Regions from separate parts of the Sus scrofa genome. Here all the other regions are linked to region 1. A link is a contact called in public Hi-C and HiChIP or PLAC-seq data. All regions are on one chromosome and are shown on one strand. Each heading gives the region's core, a stretch centred on a gene start, on an enhancer-like site or on the middle of the called end of the contact. The rest is flanking DNA. Distances are from core to core; before and after follow the strand shown.

Region 1 (3,225 bases), core at 405-2,904:
CACAGAAGGGACAAATGGCTGTTCTCAACCCCTACCACTATTTGGGAACTTTAATAATGTTGCTAACATGAAGTTGCTTTAGAGACTGCTTGAATCTTTTAATCAGGTAGGAAACATTTATAGAAAATTTCACTTAAATAGATTTGACAAATTATTTACTAGTGTTTGCAAACAATCATATGAAACATGATTCAGTTAGGACTTCTATAGTTTGGATTTTTTGGGTCTTTTTAGGGCTGCACCTTTGGCATATGGAAGTTCCCAGGCTAGGGGTCCAATCCGAGCTACAGCTGCTGGCCTACACCACAGCTTACAGCAACGCCGGCAACCCACTGAGTGAGGCCAGGGATCAAGCCCCCATCCTCATGGATGCTAGTCAGATTCGTTAACCCTGCTGTCTGGATTTTGACTCAGACACACAATTGTTTACTAGTCCTCAAATGCCTCCTCAACAACCAAACATACCCAGAAAAAAATACTCCCCAATCTAATGTTATGGTTCCAAGCCATCTTTCTTTTGTTTAACTATGACTGCATCTGATACTTGGGGCAACTGATTTTCACCAAAGTAAAGGTGAAGAAAGCAGCACACTTTTTATACTTTAGTCCCTGGCTCAACATCTTTCTACTCCGTGTTCTGGGAGCCAGTGTCTCAGATGTGTCCCTTGCAGAACGCAGTCCACCGTCTATGCCAAATGTGTGGGACATCCGCTATGATGATAAGAACACAGCACATACCTGAACTTCATCGTCCTTTCGGATGGGCATGGATCGAACATTGTACTTCTGTCTCAGCTCTTTGGAAAGAGGGGAAGACATAATCTTCCTGCGAATGTGGGAAGGTGCATTGAAATGCCTTTTACGGTTCTTGCTTCGGTCGGAGGTCACAAAAGGATTGAACTTCATTTTGGCTAAATAAAAAATTAAATGTAAACCCTTACACGGCCAAAACCTCACTCAGTTTATAAACAAGTAACTGCAACAGTTTCATCTCGAACGTTTACAACGCTCACAGAAATTGTCATAAATCCTTTAACTCCACCAAAACAGAACTTTCCACTATCAACACTTGTTTTAAACTTCTTGTGTAAGGAAGCTAAGATAGGACTTACATCTACTGAATTAGGGCAAAGCAGATTGACAACTCAATTTAAATAGAATCACGTTTTAGAAAGACCAATCAACGTTAGCCTACGGAGTGTGAGCACATTTGAACCCCTCCACAATGAATGAAACCAGGCTCCTCATCCCGAACCTGGAAAACGCACAGAACTCGAGTCCAAAAAGGCGTCTGACGGGCGAACGCGATCTGAAAGTTCTGCACATTTACCAAGAAACTATATGGAGATCATTACTTCGGAAACCACACTGCACAGGCTAGATTCCATCGCAACAGGCTCCCTCCCCTTTAGCGCTGGTTTCCAAGTCCCAAAGTCTCTCTCCTCCTCCCCCAGCCCGGAGGCCCTTTGGATAGGGGAAAAACAGGCCGAGACCATCCTGGCCCCCCTCTCTGGCTGCTACTCGACCTCCAGAACATGATCTAGGTCCCCGGGATCGAGAGCCACCGTGCTCGTGAACGGATGGCTGCAGATTATATGCACTGTCCGGGGAAATTCTCACCCGCTGGCGCTTCAGCGATGGCCGCAAAAGGGAAGAGAACCACAGTCGTCTTCCGGTTGTGTAAGTTTCCGAGAGATCTCGCGAGACAGATGTTTCTTGGAGCGAGAGAGGCACGGCGTTGACGGCGGAGAGGAAACTGGGAACGAAACTGATGACTACCGACCTCTTGTGTCTCGGAGGGGAACTGTGAGGGACTGCAAAACACTTCTCCAGGTCCTGGTTCCTCCCTTGGGAGCTGTGGGTTCCACAGGTGAGTTCTCTGGGAACAGTGGTACCTGGGCGAGTGGCGGGGGCTGCTCAGGCTCTGACTCTTGCTGCGGGTGTTGAGGGAACGAGCGGCTCCAGGGACCCCTGCCCCTTCACTCCCTAGCGCCCGGCGACTGGTATCCCATTAGCCGGGAAAGAGCAGGTCCTATATTTGAAAGCAAGGTGGCGCTGGGATTCCGGCAGGCCGGGCACCTCGATTACCTGGACAATCCCGCCCAAGCCACGGGCGTGGGTCTGTTTGGTGTGTCTGTCCGGTAGCCAGCTCCAGCCCCACGGCCGCTGCCGCCCCCAGGCCGCGGCGTGTGCCGACTGCTCCGTGGGGTCCGCCCGAGGTTCGGCTCCCGCCGGCAAGAGGCCTTCCAAGGACTGGGGCCCGGGTCCTCCTCCCACCCCGCCCAAGTAGGTCCGCGTTTTTAACGAGCTCCCAGGGGACACCGAGGGTGCTGGTCCAAGATCGCGCTTTGAAGGAGCGCGGCGTGGGGAAGCCTTTCCCGCCGAGAGCTGTGCCCTTTTCCGAATTGCACTGCCTGCTCTCATTCGGTTCAGGATCTGATGGAAGCAAGGCAAGGGGGCGCGCTCCCCTTGCAAAAGGACTGCACTGCGGGGTGAGCGCCGGCCGCGCCCCTGCTGAGGGATCGGTTTCTGCTGAGTGAGTAAGGCGGCTGTCATGCTGGGGGAAGACACGCGTTGCGTGGTACAACGAGCAGTGAGCTTTCCGAGTGTTGGGGACACTCTTCCACTCCCTGCAATTTTCGCTCCTTTATTCCACCAGACAGCCTCGGGTCCTGGTATTGTCCCATTTTACAGATGGGACACTGGACCACAGAGAAGTGAGAGGAGCTTGTGCGAGGTTATAGGAACCCATATAAATCCTGTCATGAACAACAAGGTTATATATAAATCTTGCCTCTAACCAAGCCATGCAGGCTGGCTTCCCAGCCCCTTCTCGTAATTCTATGTACAGTCCCATTTGTAATACCCCATTGGGTCAAGTCAAAGAGTGGATTCAGTCAAGAACAAATGTTTTCATGATTTAAAAAGAGTTGTGTTCTTACACATGCTGTGAAGAAGTTCCCCGGGGTTTTATTTGTAATTCAGGAATCCAGGGGTTGCCAGTTGTGGTGCAGCGGAAATAAATCTGACTAGTATTCATGAGGATGCAGGTTTGATCCCTGGCCTTGTTCAGTGGGACAGGCATCCAGCGTTGCCGTGAGCTCTGGTGTAGGGTGTAGGGTGTAGGTCGCAGATGCACTTCACATCCTGCGTTGCTGTGGCTGCAGAGCAGGCCGGCAGCTGTAGCTGGGGTTCAGTCCCTAGCCTGGGAACTTCCATGTGCTG
Region 2 (3,365 bases), core at 240-2,739, 180 kb before region 1:
AATATGTTCTCTGACTCTTAACAAATGGGGCCCAGGATTCGAATCTGAACTCTGTTAATGGCTTGTCGTTCTGGCTTCTTACCCTTCAAGAACCTGTGAGGTGTTACCACCTCTGGGGGACCTGGGCCTCTCAAATACCCAGCCCATTCTGAGTTTGGTGCCTGAAACACAGATGCCATCCCCCCCGCCCCAACAGTCAGTCTGCACTCTCTACACACTTCAAATCGCATTGTCCCAGTTTTCATATTCTCACAAAGTCCTTGAGATCACCCTGGCAGCCACTAGCCCCAGTGATCTGCTAGGAACCCCACTTCCTGACTCCTCCACCTCATCACAGGTCACTTTACCACAGGCCTGGTTACTTGTACAGACAGATACCAGAGCACCCAGTTCCTGCCTCCTCCCCTCCAAGGACTCAGGAAGACACACGTGCATCCAATCTGCACAAATCCATCCTCCCTCTTGAGATCCAATAGTTCCTACCCCACGCTCACTCCCAAGGATGGCTCCGAGGCCCAACCCCTTCTTTTTACACATGAGAGAGACATCCAGAGCCACAGCCAAGATGTGACTGGCTCAGGGTCACATAAATCATCACACCACCCTTTTTCAAGTCACCTTGTCAATCCCTTGGTACCCACCCACCTGCCCTACCAGGGCCTCTCTCTAGCTTCACAACTCCTGCTTTTTTTTTTTTTTTCCTTTTTACTGCTGGCCGCAAATGAGGCATGAGTTCCCCGGCCAGAGGTTCAATCGGAGCTGCAGCTGGAGCAACCGGCACAGCCACGGGCAACAAGGAATCCGAGCTGCATCTGCGACCTACGCTGCAGCTGATGATCCTTAACCCACTGAGTGAGGCCAAGGGATAGAACCTGCATCCTCACAGAAACGGCGTCCTTAACCGAAGAAGCAACAACGACGAGAACTTCTCCCTCCACCGCCCTGGCCTCTTTCAAGTGCTTAAGGCACCTACCCGAGCAACAGTCACGCACTGGAACGTCCCCCACTGGTTCTAAAGGGTCCGGTACCTCCTGGGAGCAGAGGTCTCAGCTCCCTCAGGCTGCCGAACGCTTCCGAACCCCTCCCCGCGGCAGTCAGGGATCCAGGCACCTTGGAATAGCGAGGGATCTTAAATCAGTGATTCCTGCTCCCTTCTCTCTAGAACTGAGTTCGCGGCCCCTATTCCCTGCAACCACTAGAGCTCCCACCGCGGCGATCACATATCCACACATTCTCCTTCACGGTACTGCATTAACATTCCTCCTTACGCCACGCGGGAAAAACCTATACCAATCGCCGCCGCTCCCCGCTCCCCACCCCACCACGCCGGAGCACTCACCGCTCGGCTCTCACGCGCGGTACAGTTTCTTCCCAACTAGGATCTCGGAGACTTGGACTCGCTCCTTCAGCCTCGCCCGCCGACCAGGACGCCACGCCCCTCAAGCTTATTGGCCTAAGGGCGCCGACCCATGCCCCGCGCCGCGTGCGGGGCCCCCCCCGCCTCCGCCCAGCTACCATTGGCACCGCCCGCCGCCGTCACCTTCTCATTGGTCAGTTTGCCTACCAAGCGACAGATCCACGTGCGGGAGGGGCCGCCCTAGCGCGTTGATTGGAGGTCTGAGGAAAGACACGCCCCCACTCACATCCGAAATTCTTATTGGCTGTGACTCCACCCCCGGCCTGCCTAGATTGGTGACGCAAACGTCAGTCCAGCCCTCCCAATTTTCTCATAGGCTGAGACATTCCGGAGCTGTAGAGGACACGTGCAGGCGGTCTCACGCGGCAAGTTGTTTACCTAGAAGCTGGGGATTTTCCTTGACGACACTCTTACCCTAGACTGCCGAGTCTGCGCAGGCGCAGATGTGAGCGCCCGTAACTTTGTGGGGGGCGCTTTGAGAGCCGTCCCGTGCGTGACAAGAGCGCCCCCGCGCTGGGACTCTGGACCTGAAACTCCCAGTAGCTGGAAGGTGTGAGCATTAGGTGAAGCGGTCTTCAGGTCTCCGTACCGCGTGACGATGATGACAAAAAGATGATAGCCACCTCCCAGATTATTTTCTGTGGCCAGGCCACGCGCTTCTTATAAAGCCGGAAGAGGCGGCGGCTCACTTCCCACCGCCTCACTAATGATACTGAGATTCAGAGAGGTTACATAATCTGTCCGGAAGAACAAGCTAGTCTCTAATGGGATCATGATTTGAACCCAGATCTCCCACATAAAGAAGGCGGGTCCAAGAGCCTGCGGGAATCCTAAGCCTGTAAAGAACTCAGTAGATGAAGGGTAAAAAGGCTCTTAGTACCTGTCCTGAAAATAGTAAGCCCTCAACAAATGGTGAACATTATGATAATGACTGTATACCTAATTATAAGAATCACTTGGTCCCTTACAACTGCTGACTCAATCTCCGGGGAAGGGGCCTGAAAATCTATTTTAAAAAGCATTCCTGGTAGTTCTCATGAGCCGACAAGTTTAGGAAACATTATCGAGATTTCCTATGCGGAACCCTCATGTTGCCGCCCAGAAAAATGGGCCCTCCGGAGCTCACCTAGCACTCCCACCTACTGTTGAAGTGCCCGGGGTCAGAGATGCAAGGGTACCACATCGGCTGCATTTGTTGCTGGAGATTAAGAGTTCAGTGTGGGGGTCCAGAGTCACCAGTCTGACTGCACACAGGGCAGGGGTGGCAAGCCCTGCAGCCGACTCCACACCACACTCACCTCTGTCTCCCTGAGCCGTTTTGTTCAATTAGTATTTATTAACCCTTCTGGATGTTAGCACTGTTCTAGGCACAAAGGGGAAGAGATGTTTCCCAGTTGTCCACCTATTTCAGGTCTAGGAGTAAATGACCACAGGAGCAACTGCGTAACACCTGAGAGTTAAGTCAAGGAGTAGAAAGGGATCCAAGAAACAGCAAAATGCCCTCAGAAAAGGAATGGGGGGAAAGCTGAGAAGCCCAGACCGCAGGGTTCACCAGGCTGAGGCCCTGGGCTCATGAACACATTATCGATTCCTGGTGCCCCCTTGTGGCCACTTTTGGGATCACACTTTGCCCTGCCCAAGGTCAGGTTCCTTGGCAAAGCTCAGTCTCTTCCAGATGTATCTTCTCAACCTTCTTGTTTTACCTGCAGATCCAACACCCTTCCCACTGGTTAGGAAAAGATCTTAAACCACCACCTGGTTACTCATTACACATTTATTGTACATTTTCACAATCTGGATGCGCCACAGAATTGGGGGCATGGGGTGAGGGAAGGCGGGGCAGGGGACACTGGGATAATAAGGGGGTCTAGAACACAGCACCCCCACCCCCAGCATCTTTCCCTACCCTTTCACAACACAGCTTTGATCTCCCTGCTCCCCCTCCACA
Region 3 (3,264 bases), core at 603-3,102, 230 kb after region 1:
CAGCTGAGCCCAGACCCGCCGAATCGCCAACCTCCTTCCTAAGGCCCCAGTTCCCAGGCAGGCCGGGCTGGGGGCCTCCCGGGTCCCCGGGCCGCATCCGCCTACCGCTGGCCCACAAAGCCCCCGCGGACGCCGGGACTCTGTGCCTTCAACTTCCCTCCGACCCCATTCCAGGCCGATTTTACGGGATCAGGGTGTGACCCCCCCCAACTGTAGGAGGCAAGGAAGCGACTCTGCGGCGAGCCTTGCCCAGATCACTTACACAATAAAGGGATCCCGAGGCGAGGGCTGACCCTCCCCCCCGCCGCCCTGCTGCAGCGCGCCCCCGCCACATTTCCCGCCTCGCCCCCCCAAACCGCCCGGGCCTGGCCGGGCGTCCACTCCCGGCCCCCGCCGGCCCCGGAGCGCCTGGTAAGACGCCCCCACCCTCCCTCCCTACTCCCCCGGGACCAGCGGAGCCCGACCCTTCCCACGCCGGCGGCAGGCAGCTCAGACCCTCACCCTCCGCGCGCTTCCCCGGCAGTGCGCAACCCTGCCCTCCGGTCCCTCCACCACCAGGTCCCGGCGCTGCCCGCCTTCCGAGCCCTCGGCGAGCCCCTCTCCGCACTCGGGGTGCCGGACCCGGCCTCACCCACCCAGCAACCCACCAGGGGTCCTTCCCGTCCGGCGCCCCCACCCCCACCCCCACCCGGGATGGCGCTTTCCAGCCCGCCCCAGGATCCCTCCCCTCCTGGGAGGCAGGCACAGACTCGCTGGACCCTCCGGGACCCCCACGAGGGCAACGAGTCTCCCCAACCCCACGTCCCACGGATCCCGCACGCCGAGTACCAGGTCCGCACATGCCCACCTCTAGAGCTCCATCCCCAGGGGTCATCTTCCCGCACACCCAGGCCTTGATCCCTGCATGGGTCTCACTCTCCAGGACCTCATTCGCCGACCCTCCAGGGGTCTCTCCACCCACTGGGGTCCCGTCAGTCACCCCCAAGGTCCTTCCTCGCACGAATCTACCGCCCCCGCAGCACAAGCCCTCCGCCCAGAGCCCCTTCCATCTTCCCCAGCTCCGGCTGCCGCTCCGTCCCTGCCCTCCACAGTGGCCCGGGCCCTCAGCCCGGGATCCTTCCCTCTCCTACAAGCCGTCCGCAGGTCCCCGGCTGCCGCACTCGGACCCGGGCAGCCGCACCTCTCACCTTCAGCCGAAGATGGTGGCTCCGGCGCACGTCCCCAGCCGCGACCACGGATCCGGCGCCTCAGTCCCAAACCCACCGCTGCCTCCGCCGGGCTCCTTTAGCACTGCTGCTCCGGGCTGCCCCACCCACTCCCACCCTCATTGGGCCAGCTCCACGCCCGTCACCACCGCCCCCAGACCCACTGGTCGGTTTGAGCGCCCATCTCCAAGGGAAGACGTTAGCAACCCGAACGAAGCTACCTTCCCCCGAGCTCCACTCCCTCCACCCACCTGAAATGTTGCTCATTGGCTCCCGCTCCCGGCCCGGGCCGCCGGGGCCCCCATCTCATAGGCTGCGACGCACGCCCGTCAGAGATTCCGGGAGGTGCGGCCGGGGCAATCGCGGGCGATTGGCTGGCTCGGTCGGAGATGGACAGCTGAGGCCGGCTGGGCGCCCAGCTATCCCTCCGGGCAGCGGGTGCGGACCCCGCAGCGGCCTCGGCTGTGCGGACTGCCGGGCAGGTGTGCGGCGGCAGGAGCCGGTGTTCCGCCTAGACGCGCCTCGCCCTGGCGTCAGGCCGCCGCGGCAGCCCTCTCGAGCGCCTCGCCGCCTCCTCTGCCTGTCGCAGCCGCCGTGCCCCGCAGCCGCACCGGCTTCCACCGCGGAGTCGCGGGCCCCCGGAGGCTGCCTGCAGGGGCGGGGCCGGAGCGCGGTCCAGAGGCCTGACGTCACCCCCGGGGCTGCAGGGGGCGGGGGCCGCGGCTCTGCGGCTCACCTGCAGTGGGGGAGGGGAGGCCGGGCTCGGGGTGCAGCTCTGCCCATGCGCACCGGCCCTGCAGCGGCCCGGGCTGCAGTCCGCGCTCCGGCCACTGTCGCGACCCCGGACCCGAGCTGACCCTGCCCGGCCCGCTGAGCGGCGGGCGCCGGACGGCTTCCTCCGCCGCTGCGGTTTTGGAGTTTGAGAGCGCAGGGGCCTCCCTACCCGGCCTCCTGGCTGGGCTGAGATTCCAGAACATTGAGAAGCGAACCCGCCTTGGAGAGAGAGGACTTGGGAGAAGGACTTCGCCTCATTCGTTCGTTCGTTCGTTCGTTCATTAATTCGAGTGCCCTACTTGAAGGGCTATGGCGAGGTTCTGCAGGGCTGTCTTATGCCCCAGGGCCTATTAATTTTCCTAAAGGAAAAAAGAAAGGACGCCAAAGGACACAAAATAAGGAAAGGAAACCAGAAAAATCAAAGTTAATAAAGAGTTAATGAAATGGCCGCACTATCGAGTCAACTGCAACACAACTGTTAAATAATTGTATATAAATAAAGTTTAAGTCACCAGAATAAAGTGATTTATTACAAAAACTGAAAATTAAAATCTTTTCAGAAAATATTCACAGCAAGATGCAGTTATTTCTTGTTAGATATGGGTGCCTTTTAATACTTATGATGTGATGTAAGTGGCAAGCCTAGGAAATATCCAGTCAGTTGAAAAATGAATAAAGCGAAAAACAAAACAAGGCAGGAAATGATAAGGAGGGGTTGGTGGAATTCAGAGAAGTTCCAAGGCAGCTGAGTGCAGAGTCTTTCCTGGGGAAGTCCACCTCAGGCCCTGTATTGTCCTTTGTCCTCGTGCATCTGGTCTCCCACCCCCACCTGAGTGCTGCAGTGAGCTGCCCCTTGTCCAGGTGTCTTGTGACTTGGCTCCACAAAGAAGTCTGTCCTTCTTAACACAGCCTGGACATGAGCACAAGTTAACTGTACATAGCATGTAATGGTATTCCTCTTCTGAATTCAAAAACAAAACAAAACAAAAACGAAATGCTTTTTAGAGAAGACCAAACACTCCACCTCAAACGCCTGAGTCTCAGCTTTGCCAGCCACCGAAGTCATTTCTGAATGCAGTGTTGCATGCAGAGAGCTTTCAAACACAAACAGCCACCAAGTCCGTGGTTTCCCATAATTTTATAACAAACTCAGTGGACCATCAGAAGAAGAAGGCAGGAAGCTCACCAGAATCCAACGTCACAAAGATGTCAGCCCCGACGAGAAATCAATAATAAAGAGACTGTCCTTAAATGCATGTCTAGCCATGGCATCTGTCCAGCCCTT

Evidence for each region. Hi-C and Micro-C count contacts between places; a contact is called where the count stands out from the background. HiChIP or PLAC-seq counts read pairs in DNA pulled down with a chosen protein or histone mark.
Region 2: an H3K27ac HiChIP or PLAC-seq map of alveolar macrophages shows a contact between it and region 1. The contact joins the promoter of PER1 here to the promoter of RPL26 in region 1. A contact is called at or near these places in 1 of 47 Hi-C or Micro-C datasets (epiblast stem cells) and 1 of 2 datasets of contacts at active chromatin or transcription factors (alveolar macrophages).
Region 3: a Hi-C map of embryonic fibroblasts shows a contact between it and region 1, with 1.9 times the contacts expected there. The contact joins the promoter of MYH10 here to the promoter of RPL26 in region 1. A contact is called at or near these places in 2 of 47 Hi-C or Micro-C datasets (embryonic fibroblasts and liver).

The regions. Positions count from the first base shown.
Region 1 is chr12:53,551,799-53,555,023 of Sscrofa11.1, forward strand. RPL26 (ribosomal protein L26) reads right to left here and starts at 1,655. Exons shown (of 4, transcript NM_001243458.1): 1 at 1,621-1,655; 2 at 739-911. The coding sequence starts at 906. It also overlaps a transcript of NDEL1 not described here.
Region 2 is chr12:53,375,234-53,378,598 of Sscrofa11.1, forward strand. PER1 (period circadian protein homolog 1) reads right to left here and starts at 1,490. Exons shown (of 24, transcript XM_005657042.3): 1 at 1,340-1,490; 2 at 974-1,110. It overlaps VAMP2 (vesicle-associated membrane protein 2), which reads right to left. Exons shown (of 5, transcript XM_003358281.5): 5 at 3,174-3,365.
Region 3 is chr12:53,779,700-53,782,963 of Sscrofa11.1, forward strand. It overlaps MYH10 (myosin-10), which reads right to left and starts at 1,853. Exons shown (of 44, transcript XM_021067863.1): 1 at 1,457-1,853. The coding sequence starts at 1,515.